Regions from separate parts of the Sus scrofa genome. Here region 1 is linked to region 2. The links are chromatin contacts, called in public Hi-C maps. All regions are on one chromosome and are shown on one strand. The core of a region is the stretch at or near the end of the contact, and the rest is flanking DNA. Distances in the headings are between cores, read along the strand shown.

Region 1 (7,080 bases), core at 287-2,786, 160 kb before region 2:
TTTAAAAATTCTAGTTATATAATAAACATGACTTTTAAAAATAACCAGCTCTGCTTTCCAAGTATTGTGTCATTCAGTTTTCCATTTTTGTGCTACTAAATATAACATCTTTGCATCCTTCATTTAGTCTTGGCTGAGTAACACTATTTACATTTCATAGATTTCCTTATAATAGCTCCCTTTTATTTGGGGAGTGTTCACAATAGTTCATTGATATGTAGACTTTTAATGCATTATTAGAACTGCAACATCTGAAATACTTAGGACTTTTTACATTTTGGGTTCTCGAGAAAAACGCTGACCCAAGAATCCTTTCATGAACATTAACCTTTTCAGGTGGATCCAAAGGGAAGACGTCACTGACCTTCAAAAACTGTTGATCTTACAGAGATAATCAGATGCCAACTCCCCCACTTTGCAAGCCTCCATCCCCTAGATCCTTGGCATCTCCCCCCACCCCACCCCCAATCCTCCCCTCATCCTTAATTCTGCTTGAGGCAAGGGGAAGGCGAGAAACAGATTTAAAGGAAAACTCAGCAAAGAACAGAGTTCTCTAAAATTAGCCAGCCAAATGTTAAGTTCAACGACAAGGGTTCTGGAGGATTCTGGGGTTTTAAGTTCCGAGGCGCCTTACATTTTCTGCCGCAGTTGGGGGAGGAGCGATAAATCCCAAGGTCTCAGGAGGCTGCACGTGTTCCCGGATCCTGTTTCCCGGAGGGAGCTCTTCCTTGGTGCCGCGTAGGGGCTGCTCCTGGTCCGGGTGCAGGAGGAGGGCGCAGAGCGGCCGGGCTCCGGGCGAAAGCTCCGGGGCAGCCGCTGCGGCAGAGGACGCCATCTCAGCGCCTCCTGGCCCAGCCTCTGCTTCCCCTGCGCTAATTTTAGGCTTGTCCTACCCCCCTCCCCTTCTCCCCAGCGGGCGGTCACTGATCTGACTACGGAGCCTCTCCTCTCAGTGGGTTGAGGAGGCCTCAGCACTTTGCCCTTGGCCGCCAGACTTGGGTGCTCGGGTGGAGGTGGCACGCAGCAGCGGGCAGGTTACCGGCGCCCTCCGAGCCTCCCCAACGCTGGAGCTAAGCTGCTCGGAAGCTTGGTGAGACCGCACAGGTCCCCCGCCTTGTCCTCACTGCACGCAGGGTAGCCAGCAGGGCCTTCTGCAGCCCAGTCCCCAGCCACGCACTCTGGCGTGTTATAAGATTCTCGCCTTGTATTTATTCCATATTAGAAACAAAAAGCAGCCAAGCAAACAAATCATAGCCACACAGCCAGATGTCCGTAGGAAGACTGGTATTTTAATCTGCCAAACTGTTTGTAAGGAAGCAATCCCACTTTGAGGTTTTAAAAGCGGCCGTGGTAGCCGGTGTCGGTAGTTTTAACATGGAACAGGCTCTGGATCATTCACATCCACGTATCGATCTTTGTGGTTTTGATGTTTAAATTTTAATTAAGCAGCCTTAGCAGAGAGGGAAACAGATTTGCATGGCCCTGGTAATGGCCAAGAGGGCTTATCCACTGCTGTTGCTAAGACAGGCTCTCATGGACAAATAAAACTGTGTGTGTAATCAAAATATTTTAAATGAACGCAGAGAATGTTGGCTTTTCCTGTTTTTTTAAGCCACCGGAGAAAGGGTTTCTCCAAAGAAAAAATGTGCTTATGTGCCATATCAGGCTAAGCCAGGGGCAGGGTTTAGAAAAAGTGAAGAATGCCTTAACTGGAGGCCCAGGTTGAGGTTAATATTCACCATGATTTGGAATTGAACACTGTTTCTCAGTGGATCACAATGCTTTAAGCTTCCAATCCCAGCTGCTTTTTTGAGAGGGGGTGGGATTTAGAATTTTTGTTTCACTTCCATTTGGAAGGAGCCTTTGGTTGGAAGTCAGGATGGTCAGCTTCTGGCTTGTTTTGCCACTAACTCATTAGTGACCCAGCACAGGCCCTTTATATCTTTGGATCTGTTTCCTTATCTCTAAAATGGACACACGTTAGACGAGATCACTGTTCTTCAGCTTGAAGGTGGTAAGAAAGCAGTTTAGTGAGACTCAAGCAGTATTTTAGAAAGATGAAATAGAATAGAACATGTCAGAAACCACTGCCTATGGGACACATAAATAATTCTTTCCTGTAATTTCCGTTTTAGACATTTATGTTTTTGTATGTGGATATGGGCTCTATGGCTGTCAGGTCTGTTTCTCACTGTGAATCCCAATCAGAAGACTTTGAGGAACACTGAAATCAATCATAGCTTCTTAGTTTGTCAAGGCATCGATGAAATGCAGTTTTAGATGAACATCCTTTTTTAATACGATGAGGATGTCAGTAGTTGTCCTCAAAATTTCAAAGCGGTCTAAGACCTCAAACAGGATATGAACTATTGTGTTTTCCCCCAAGGCTGTTCCAAGCTAACTTTACTTAGAGATCAAAGAATCCTTTCAGGGCTTGGAGATGGGTTTGTGTTGACCACAACAAGCAGAGTGTGAGATGTGAGATGGAGTGTGTGTGTGTGTGTGTGTGTGTGTGTGTGTGTGGATGTTGAGGAGAAGTTGTGACCATGGTAACCAGACCCTGAAAGCTATTTGTAGGTTCCAGAGTGCCAGTTGCTGACCTGAATATGAAACATAAATATCTAAAATTTAGAGTCTTTGTGCTGAAAAGTACAACAGAAAAGCCATTAACATATTGTACATTGGAGTTCCGGTCGTGGTGCAGTGGAAATGAATCCGACTAGGAACCGTGAGGTTGTGGGTTCCATCCCTGGCCTCGCTCAGTGGGTTGGGGGATCCGGCATTGTTGTGAGCTGTAGGTCGCAGATGAGGCTTGGATCCCACATTGCTTTGGCTCTGGCATAGGCTGGCAGCTACAGCTCTGATTAGACCAATAGCCTGGGAACCTCCATATGCCACGGGAGCAGCCCTAAAAGGGTAAAAGACAAAAGACAAAAAAAAAAAAAGTTTTTTTTTTTACATTATTTGAAAGTCAGCTCTCCTTGAAAAGACTGAAAATAAGAATCAGGTACAATTTTAAGAGGTTAACAGGGACAAATAAATCAAGATGTTAGTAGGCAGGAACTGAATTTTTACTAGTTCACATCACATGACTAGTGTTCCGTAAATATTGAGCTGTGGTTTAATAAATGCCTTTATTTTTCCTCTTTTCAGTACATCTTATCTTAAGACAGTCCAGTGAGGCTTTTAAACACAAATATATTGTTTAATGTGTACCCAGCACATCTTAAAATGCTTTGCAAGTTTGAAAAGAAATTTTGCATGGGGCAACAGAGAAAAAAATAGTTGAATGAGTTAATAAGTAGGTATTGGCAAACATGACAGCTAATTATAGTAACAACCATAGCTCCTATTTAATGAACAAGTAGTATGTGAAAAGCTCTCTTCAAGGTGCTTTGCACATTGTCACAACACTACAAAGTTGGGGGTATTTTACACTTAAAGAAATGGATTAAGAATTTTGTGTAGGGACACATAGCTAGTGTGAGGGTGAGCTGGGATGAAAACCCAGGTCATTTTATCTCCCAGACCATTCATACTGTGGGCAAGGGCTTGAGAATAAGCATGGGAAAACTGCAGAATTTGTAACAAAATTTTCAACATCATTTATTGCTAGAATTAATTTACTTCTTTTAAAAAGGGAAATGTGAACCATAGAAAACGATGGCTTTTGTGTATTTTTCTAGATCGTGTTTATTTGGAAAATAGTCGTGTTAAGTTCAGCTGCACATTTTCCTTTTATTTAGTAAGTTCTCTGAGTATTTTATGCAGCAAGATTTTAGAAGCAGAGATAAGAAAGAAGAGGAGTGGAGAACTTGAAAATTTGGGTGGAAACATTTTTTTTCCCTGCAGGAGTTGAGAGCAAATAGTTGTCTTTTCAAGTTTTCTGTTATTTTTCTATATTTTATCTCAAAATAACAAACATAACATCCTGTGAACAAATGAAATTAGGCATAACATTTTTAACATGGTAAAACTAGGGTTAGAGCATTGTGTAGCTTACTGACTCCTGAAAAGAACTTGATTTTTTTTTTTTTTACTGAAAATTATTATAAAATTTGATTGGGAATTTGAATATGGTCAGATCTAGACTTTTAAGCCCTAAATACTTAAAAGACTATCCCTCTAATCTGTAATTCAAAGTGAAATGAGGACAAGGAAATTAAAAAAAAAAAATTTTTTTTTTAAACAACCATGACTAGTTTTAGAGAGAGTGATACTTTTAGAGAAAACTCAGATTCTTTCAAGAGTTTTGTCATTGCTACCTGGGACTGGGGAAATGATGTGTATTGATTGGGGTGATCTGTAAATGGCTGAGTGAGTTCTCAGTTTTCAGGACTGACGTGATAGAGCTAGCTTTAGAGCCTGGACTATGCCAGTTGCTCTCAAATAGGCATAATACTGCTTCCTATGGAACATACTGGAAATATGCAAGGGGCTCTAGAAGCCTTCACTGGGCAGAACCAGCAATGCTAGATGTCCGGCAGTATTCTGGACTGTTCCATTCAATGATGAATTATTTTGTGTCCTGTGCGACTTCCAAATGGTTTGCTGAACAGGTAAGTGAAAACCCTCTATACTTTTCTGAGCCTAGAATGTAAGTTGGTTTTACGTATATGTTGACATTTCCAGGATTAAAAGTGCTGTGCAGGAGTTCCCTGGTAGCTCTGGGGTTAAGGATACAGTGTTGTTACTGCTGTCTTTGATTACCGCTGTGGTGCAGGTTCAATCCCTGGCCTAGGGATCTGTGGGCATGGCCATAGGCTGTGGGCGTGGCCAAAAAGAAAATGCTGTGTAAATTCAGGAAAGATTATACTTAATTTTGTTTGGAAAAAATCACTTACCCCAAAGCACCAGTTGGTTTGAAACATCAATATGACACACCTGTCTCATTCATTCTATGTACAGGTAAAGTTATCTGACTACTTATTATGTCATCTAATATGGTCTTTCTTGAGTATTTGCATATTGAAATCCATAGTTTTATTATTTATAGTTAAATTTTTCCCTTTATTACATTATTGTTGGTTTATTATATATATGTTTAATTGTGATAGGTAGATTATTTTGTCTTTAAATTTCATCTTGAGATACTGAACAAGGAAATTTTTATATTTGTATATACTTGTGTTAGAGTGTACAAAGCGACATTGATCTCTTTAATAATTTAAAAGAATTTCAGCCAACAGTAAAACTTTTGGAGATTATATATTCAATTCTATATTTCTAGTTCCTTTAAAAGAAATTAGAACAATCTGTAACAAGGAGATTAAGCTGAGCATAAACTGCCTTTTTCAAGGGCAGAAATACTGAGATATAGATGTTATAAATTCTCTAAAAAGTGATGTCTGGTCATTTTGTTGTTGTTTTGTTTGTTTGTGTTTTTTTTGCTATTTCTTGGGCCGCTCCCACGGCATATGGAGGTTCCCAGGCTAGGGGTTGAATCGGAGCTGTAGCTGCCAGCTTACGCCAGAGCCACAGCAACGCAGGATCCAAGCCGCGTCTGCAACCTACACCACAGCTCATGGCAATGCCGGATCGTTAACCCACTGAGCAAGGGCAGGGACCGAACCCTCAACCTCATGGTTCCTAGTCGGATTCGTTAACCACTGCGCCACGACAGGAACTCTGATGTCTGGTCATTTTTAATGCTACTTTAGCTGGCAGTTTAAAATTTCCTTTTCTAATTGTTTGCTGTTAGGATATATGGAAATATAGTTGCTTTTTATCTGTTGACCTTATTTCAGTCACCTTGCTGAATTCACTTATTAATTTCAATAGGTTTTAGATTTTTGTAGGCGTTGACTTTCTATGAATAAAGCCGTTTTTACCTTTTATCCCTTGTACTATGCATTGGCTCTGATCTCTCTCACAGTGTTGACTAGAAGTGGTGATGGTGAGTATCCTTATCTGGTTCCTCATCTGAGAGGAAAAGCTATCCATCTAACCCCATTAACCACAATCTTTGAAGTAGGATTTACATAGATAATTCTTAACAGATTAAGACATTTAGCTTCTATTCCTTGTGTGCCAAGTTTTTTATCATGAATTGGTGCTGCGTTTTATCAAATGTTTTCCTGTTTTGTGATGATCATATGACTGTTCTACTTTCTTCTAGTAACATAGTGAATTACACTGATTTTTTTTTTCTTTTCAAATGAGCTTTTTAAAAAATTGGGATAGCTCATTTACAATATTATGTAAGTTTCAGGTGTACAACATAGTGATTCAAAATTTTTATGGATCATTCTCCATTTAAAGTTGTTATAAAATGTTGGCTGAGGGAAGTTCCTGCTGTGGTGCAGTGGATTAAGAATCTGACTGTAGGAGTTTCCGTCGTGGTGCAGTGGTTAACGAATCCGACTAGGAACCATGAGGTTGAGGGTTTGATCCCTGGCCTTGCTCAGTGGGTTAAGGATCCGGCGTTGCCGTGAGCTGTGGTGTAGGTTGAAGATGCGGCTTGGATCCCGAGTTGCTGTGGCTCTGGCATAGGCTGGTAGCTATAGCTCCGATTAGACCCCTCACCTGGGAACCTCCCCATGCCAAGGGAGCGGCCCTAGAAAAGGCAAAAAAGCCAAAAAAGCCAAAAAAAAAGAATCTGACTGCAGTGGCTCAGGTCGCTGCAGAGGCATGGGTTCAATCCCTGGCCCTGCACAATGGGTTAGAGAATCTGGCATTGCTGCAGCTACAGCTTGGATTCAGTCCTTGACCTGGGAACTTCCAAATGCTGTGGGTGGGCCATAAAAAAGAAAATATTGGTTATATTCCCTGTGCTGTACAGTGTACAATAGAGCCTATTTATTTTATACATAGTAGTTTGTACCTCTTAATTCTCTATTCCTATCTTGCTTCAACTCCTTTTGCTGGTAACTACTAGTATATTCTCTGTATCTGTGAGTCTCTTTCATTATATTTATTTGTTTTATTCTTCCACTGATTTTTTGAGTCTTAAACTAACTTTGTTTTTTGTCTTTTTGCCTTTTTCTTGAGCCGCTCCCGAGGCGTATGGAGGTTCCCAGGCTAGGGGTCGAATCGGAGCTGTAGCCACCAGCCTACACCAGAGCCACAGCAACGTGGGAT
Region 2 (6,420 bases), core at 768-3,267:
TGCCTAAGATCTACTATGGGGAACCGTTCAAGTGCTGGCCTGTCTGACTTCAGATTTAACATGTGGAGGCTTGAGCTCAGCTTCCCTACCGATGAGATACTATTTGAGCTGTAGTTTTCCCATCTGTAAAGTGGAGATAGTAAAACCTGGTTCCTAGTGTGAGAGAATTGGATGGAAGGAGGGAATATAAAAATTGATCCAGGAGTTCCCGTTGTGGCGTAGAGGAAACGAATCCAACTAGTATCCATGAGGACGCAGGTTTGATCCCTGGCCTCGCTCAGTGGGTTAGGATCTAGCGTTGCCGTGAGCTGTGGTATAGGTCGCAGAGGCGGCTCGGATCCTGCATTGCTGTGGCTGTGGTATAGGCCGTCAGCTGTAGCTCTGATCAGACCCCTAGCCTGGGAACTTACATATGCCACGGGTGCAGCCCTAAAAATTAAAAAAATTAAATTAAATAAATAAATAAAAAATTACCCATAAAGTCCTCTGTAGTCCTAGGCAGTGTGACAGAGGACATGGATCTTATTCTTCCAAGTAACGTACTAACAGCAAGTTAAGGGATAGGACTCAGCTTCTAAGGCTTTACTTTCTGTTTTTGGTGACTCATTCTCGGGGAAACATAAAATGGGTAAGTGGAAGAACAATTTTTCAGTGAACATCATCTGGCGAGAGGAAAACAGATTTTCTCAGGAGATGGCTAAAACCTCTGGCAAGATGGTTTTCTCTCTAAAGAGCTTCATAAACTGAAAAGGAAAGTTGGAGACAAATACTGTCTCTGCATTTTTCTGATTCTCGTCATTACCCTGGAGCAAACACCTTATCTTTTTGCATCTCACCATCTTTCAGTTTCTTCTAAGCCTGAGGCATTCAGACCAAGCTGTGCCTCTGAAGTAAGGTCATTTTTCTTCAAAATCATTTCTCCTTCTTGAGACTAGCCTCAGGCTGACGTGGAAGGTCCCAAGAAACCCTTACATAGTTTTCCTAGACACGGCTGGGTGCTTGGGGATGAAAAGGGAAACAGGAGATTTGACCCCATAGGAAATTCTCACCAATCAGGGGAAAGAGGCTTCCTCCTGAGGGCAGCTTTGTGTTTCAGTAAGGTAGCTAGAAATCCAGGCTTCCAGTTTGGGGCCGTGGAGAGTTTTCCCTGAATGCTTTAACTCAACATAGGGAAAGAGAAGTTGACAATAATGTGCTCAATGTACAGTTTTGAGAAAGGAAGCAGAGTAGTGAGCCTGAAAGGTGGTGGTGGTGAAAATTTGTACTTATGTAGCAAGGGGAGCCGGATTCTCCACGAACCCCTCGATCTTTCAATCCTGTGTAAAATTAAGAAAAAGTAATCGAAGAGGAGCAGCACCGTAAAATGGAGGGGTTCTCAGCTAGAAAGAGGGGTAAGTGGCCCATAATCCAACCTCCTGCAAAGAGTTGTGTGAAGCAGGCAAGTCCTATCCTTTCTGAGCCTCCTTCTGAAAAGGATGAACCAGGGCGGGAATTATGCAGAAGCTCAGGACCTAGAGGGAGAGCTCGGGGATCAAGGTCGGGGTAACCCTAAGAGAGCAGGACGGGGCTCTGGGTGGCACGGCTGGAGGAGATAGGTACCAGCAGGGGCGGATTCTGTGCGGCTAGGTTGGAGAGCTGGACTGTCAGGGGCGGGGCTCTGAGTGACTGGGCGGGAGGAGAGCCGGACCTGCAGGGGTGGGGCTCTGATTGGACGGAGCGAGGTCCAGCGGGGGCGGGGCTTTGCGAGGCGGAGGGGTGGAGACCATTAAGGGCGGGGCTCTGAATAGTGCGGCCGGAGGAGATAGGGACCAGCAGGGGCAGGCCCTGAGTGGCGGGCGGGAGGAGATCGGGACCAGCAGTGAAGGGCCTCTGAGTGGCTGGGGGTGGAGCCCATCAAGGGCGGGGCTCTGAGTGGTTGGGCCGAGGGAGGATCAGCAGGGGTGGAGCTATGCGTGGCGGGGCGGGCTTGGGACCCAAGGTACGGCCCTGGGCCGGGTCTGGGCGGGGGCCACGGCCGCGGCAGGAAACCGGAAGCAGCCGCGGCCCCAACTCGGGAGACATGGCTGGCGTTAAAGGTACACCGGAGGTCCCCGGCTCGCTGGTCCTTTGGTGGGGTTGTGCCTCGGCTCCGGGCTAAGCCTGGAGCTGCGCCTTCAGCGCGTGGGCGGGGAACGGCTTCCCCCAGACCCGTCACCCTGCTCGCCTCTCTGGGTGGGAAGGAGCTCTCCTGCTCCCTTGGCCCCTTGGGGTGCGGGTGGAGGCGTGTTTCGGGCAACCTCACCCTTTTTTCTGCAAGACTGCTAGTCTGAGTGCTTTCTCCCGCGTCTCCGGGACGCTCCACGCGGAGCCCTCGCTGGGAGATCCTGGCTAGCCGTGGAGGCATCACCTCCCTGCTCCGTCCCAGTTCCTTGGAGCGTCGTCCCACCCGCTCCTATGCCGAGTTTTAAACTAGGTTTTCACTTCCTGACATGTCCATCCTAACGCCTCTCTTCCCTTTTCCTGCAACTTCGCTGAGTTTCCCATTTCTTCCAGAGGAGCCATTGTCTCCAGTGTTCCCGGAATTGGGACACTGAAATATGTTGTTCCTAATGATTTTTCCAGTTGGGCAGAGTTGGCTTCAAGCGGGTGTCAGCAGAAAGCACCCTGAAATGCTGTTTCTCGTAACTGTGGAGAATGGGTGCACGTTGATCGCCCCTTTTATCAGTGTTTATTCATTTATGGACAGACAAGAAGATAGTGTTTGCGCTGTACTTGCTTTTGGATGGGGCATTTGATTTTAAAAAAGAGGGTACCAAAAACACCAGTTCCCTCATCTACGTGCCTTCAGAGGGACTGGGGATGTGACTGGGAGAGGTCGGAAGTCATCCTTTTGGTTTGGTAAGACGCCTTTTGATTTCTGATCTTTTGAATAGAGTAGCATAACTTGTTTCTACGTTGGCGTTCTAGCCTTGAAATTTATACCCAAAGATCTTCCCTCTCCAGTTAATCGGCATGTGCCTAAACATTCGTCCGGGTGTATTTGTACCCAGGCATGAGTTTATGATGAAATTTATCTGTGTGTGTAAACTGTTAGCAGCAGACGCATTTTCTGGCTGACTTTTACATGTGGCATTAATTAGTAAACATAATTTACTTGGACACTGTCCTCTGTGTAATATAACCATTTGAAGCTAGTGCAGGGAGTTTCCATTGTGGCTCAGCGGAGATGAATTCAACTAGTATCCATGAGGATGTGGGCTCCATCCCTGGCCTGGCTCAGTGGGTTAAGGATCCCTCATTGCTGTGGCTGCGGCGTAGGCTGGCAGCTGTAGCTCTGATTCAGCCCCTAGCTTGGGAACTTCCATATGCCACTAGTATGGCATGTGCCCTGAAAAGCCCCCCCCCAAAAAAAAAAGAAAAAAAAAAAAGAGTAAGCCAGTGCAGAAAACAGATGACAAGTGACAAGTATCAGGACTACACTGTGTTTAGTCATGCGTGGAAACTATCAAATAATACTACTTATTATGAATGTGTTAGAAATTGTGATGTGGTACAAAGGAAGATAGGCTATGAAATGAAAAAGGACTGCGAAAAGGAAGCATTTGCAGGTAATTCAGTTCATCTTTTAAAGAAGGACTACTGTATGCCTTTATGCCTGAGGCTTGGGATAAAGAGTTAAATGAGAAATTATTGTTGGGTGACAGAGCTGGAAGTAATTGTGCTCCTGTTTAAATGGCTAAGGTGTGCTAGGGTACAATGAGAACACAAATAGCTGTGGATCGATGCTCCTACATAAATGTGTTCAAGTTCTAATTGCCTTGGATCTGTGAACTTGACCTTATTTGGAAATAGGGTCTTTACAAATGTAATTAATTTAGGATGACATTGGGTTAGATGGGCTCTAACTCAATGACTAGTATCCTTATAAGAAAAGGGAAAATTAAACATGGAGACATATGGGGAGAACACCATATGAAGACAGAGGCAGAAACTGGAATGATGCATCTACAAGCCAGGGAGGACCAAAGAAGGCAGACAGCTACCAGAAGTTAGGATAAGGCAAGGAAGGAGACTTCCCTTAGAGTCTTCAGAGGGGGCATGGCCCTGCTAACGCCTTGGTTTCAGATATCAAGCCTCTATTACTGTAAGAGAATAAATTTCTGTTCTTCAAAGCCACCCAGTTTGTGGTTCATTATTAATAGCAGCCCTAGGAAACTAATACAGATGGGATTCCTGAACCCTGCTCCGGGGAGGAAGAGGACCACTTTCACAAAAGAGGCCATCCTTGGTCTGAATCTCAAAGGACCAATGAGGCTTCAACTGGTAAAGGATGGAGGGAAGGCAGAGTTTATTCTAAGTGGAGAACCCATGTGACATGGGGCCGAGGTGCACCTCGAGTGCTAGAATAGCTCGTGGGCTGTGAAAGCAACTGTGGCGGGTTGACACCAGCTTGATGTACTTGAGAGATCACTGCCGTGTGGAGGGTGGATTGGAAGAGTCATGAGATGAAGGCAGGCACGAGGTGATAGAGGTCTACTCGGGGGCAGCAGCTGGGCGTCTAAGAGAAGAAGAGGTGGTTGTCTCAGTGCTTTAGGGCTGCTATGACAAAAATACCATAAGCCGGGTGCCTTAACCAACACCCATGTATTTCTTAGTTCTAGAAGCTGGGATCTCCAAGATCATGGGACCAGCAGCTTTGTGGTCTGGTGAAGGCTGGCTTCCTACTATCTAGACAGGAACTAGCTGTGTCCTCACATGGCAGAAGGGGCAAGGAAACTCTATAGAGTCTCTTATAAGGGTTCTAATCCCACTCTTGACCTCATCACCTCCTGATACCATCTCACTGGGCCTTGGGATTTAATATATGAATTTGTGGGGTTGGGGAGGGGACGCAATCACTCAGTGTTTAGCAGTGGGTTTGAGTGAGGCTCGGAGGTTGAGTGCCCTTGACTTACTGATTTTCTAGGAAATAGAGTATAGGGTTGATGTTGGTCTTTCAAGATAGAACCTTCAAGGAAAAGGCATGTGTGGGGAGAAGAAGGTGGGAAGGTTTCAGTGTTGCACATGTTGAAGTTGAGGTCCTGGTTGGCTACCCAGACAGAGAAGTCCAGATTGGAGTTGGAGGGAGAGCCCTAGTTCTTAGGACCTACTCTGGGCTGCAGCATCAGTGTCGCTGGGCGCTCGTGGTACTGGGGAGCTTTGGTTTTAATGCGGTGTTCCAGAAAGAGTGTGGAGTGACAGAAGAGATGAAGTTGGATTCCTGGCTAGCTACAAGTTTAAGGGACGGCAAAGGATGCAAGTCCTGGAAAAGAAAAAGGGGGTAGATAGCTCAACTGGAGATTCGATCGTGGACCTGGAGAGATTGGGGACCTTAAACAGAGGGAAGAGGTCCAGGGTTGCTAGCTTTGAATGGTCTCCCAGAAGAGGTACCAGCACAGGTTGTCAGGCACAGGGAGGTGACAAAGCCAATGAGGACGAGATCATCTGTAGTGACATATTATGGGAAAAGTTACTTTTGTACATTTTTCCCCTGAAAATGTCATGTACTAAATGGAAAACAGATATAAAATATAACAATCTTGCTTTTCCCCTGATGTCTGTATATTTCCAGATGTTTTTAAAATCACCCTGGTGTTGTCCTATAAAAGTCTCCCCAGGGAGTTCTCTTGTGGCACAGGAAGTCAAAGATCCAGTGTTGTTATTGCAGCGACTTGGGTCACTGCTGTGGCATGGGTTTGATCCCTGGCCCGGGAATTTCCACATGCCATAAGTACCACCAAAAAAAAAAAGGAAGTCTCCCCAAATGGCCTCTTAAAGTGAAAGGAAGCAATCAAAATTCATCAATTTTGAATATTAAGGATTTTTTTTTTCAGAAGGATATTTGGATAATAGATTGTATTGTGCTTTTGATTGCTACCTTTAGCAAAGAGCGTTGTGAAAGTGAGCAGAGGAGTTCCTGTCATGACTTAGTGATAACGAACCTGACTAGTATCCGTGAGGACGCAGGTTCAATCCCTGGCCTCGCTCAGTTGCCGTGAGATGTGGTGTAGGTCACAGACGCACCTTGGATCCCACAGTATTGCTGGGGCTGTGGTATAGGCCGCCAGCTGCAGCTTCGATTGGCCCCCTAGCCTGGGAACTTCCGTATGCTGCAGATGTGGCCCTAACAGTAAAAAAAAAAAAAAAAAAAAAAAAGCAGATACCTACATCAATCAGCTTTGCTTTCTGAGCATTTCCTTTTGTCAAGCACTTTACATAGATTATCTCATTTAATTCCTATAACCCCCTAATACAGTGACACCATCATTCTCATTTTACAGGTGGAAAATTAGATTGAAAGCGCTTCGGCCTCTACCTAAGGTCACACAGCCGGTCAGTGGCAGAGTTAAGATGTGAACCCATGTTGGTGACTCAGAGCCCAAGATTATGTAACAATTCTGA

What was found. A called contact is a pair of places that touch in the nucleus more often than the background predicts.
Region 1: a Hi-C map of skeletal muscle shows a contact between it and region 2, with 2.4 times the contacts expected there. The contact joins the enhancer-like site here to the promoter of LEPROT in region 2. A contact is called at or near these places in 5 of 47 Hi-C or Micro-C datasets (embryonic fibroblasts, heart right ventricle, skeletal muscle and 1 more) and 1 of 2 datasets of contacts at active chromatin or transcription factors (skeletal muscle).

The regions. Positions count from the first base shown.
Region 1 is chr6:147,137,732-147,144,811 of Sscrofa11.1, reverse strand. All of the region lies in intron 1 of DNAJC6 (DnaJ heat shock protein family (Hsp40) member C6), which reads left to right. Among named protein-coding and RNA genes, the nearest start is that of DNAJC6, 14 kb to the left of the region's middle. Within about 2 kb of position 1,536, at least 40 of the 83 cell types and tissues checked have an H3K27ac peak or open chromatin away from gene starts, as enhancers often do. A contact at or near this core is called in skeletal muscle and subcutaneous adipose tissue, where this site is marked.
Region 2 is chr6:146,982,858-146,989,277 of Sscrofa11.1, reverse strand. It overlaps LEPROT (leptin receptor overlapping transcript), which reads left to right and starts at 2,017. Exons shown (of 4, transcript NM_001145388.1): 1 at 2,017-2,075. The coding sequence starts at 2,060.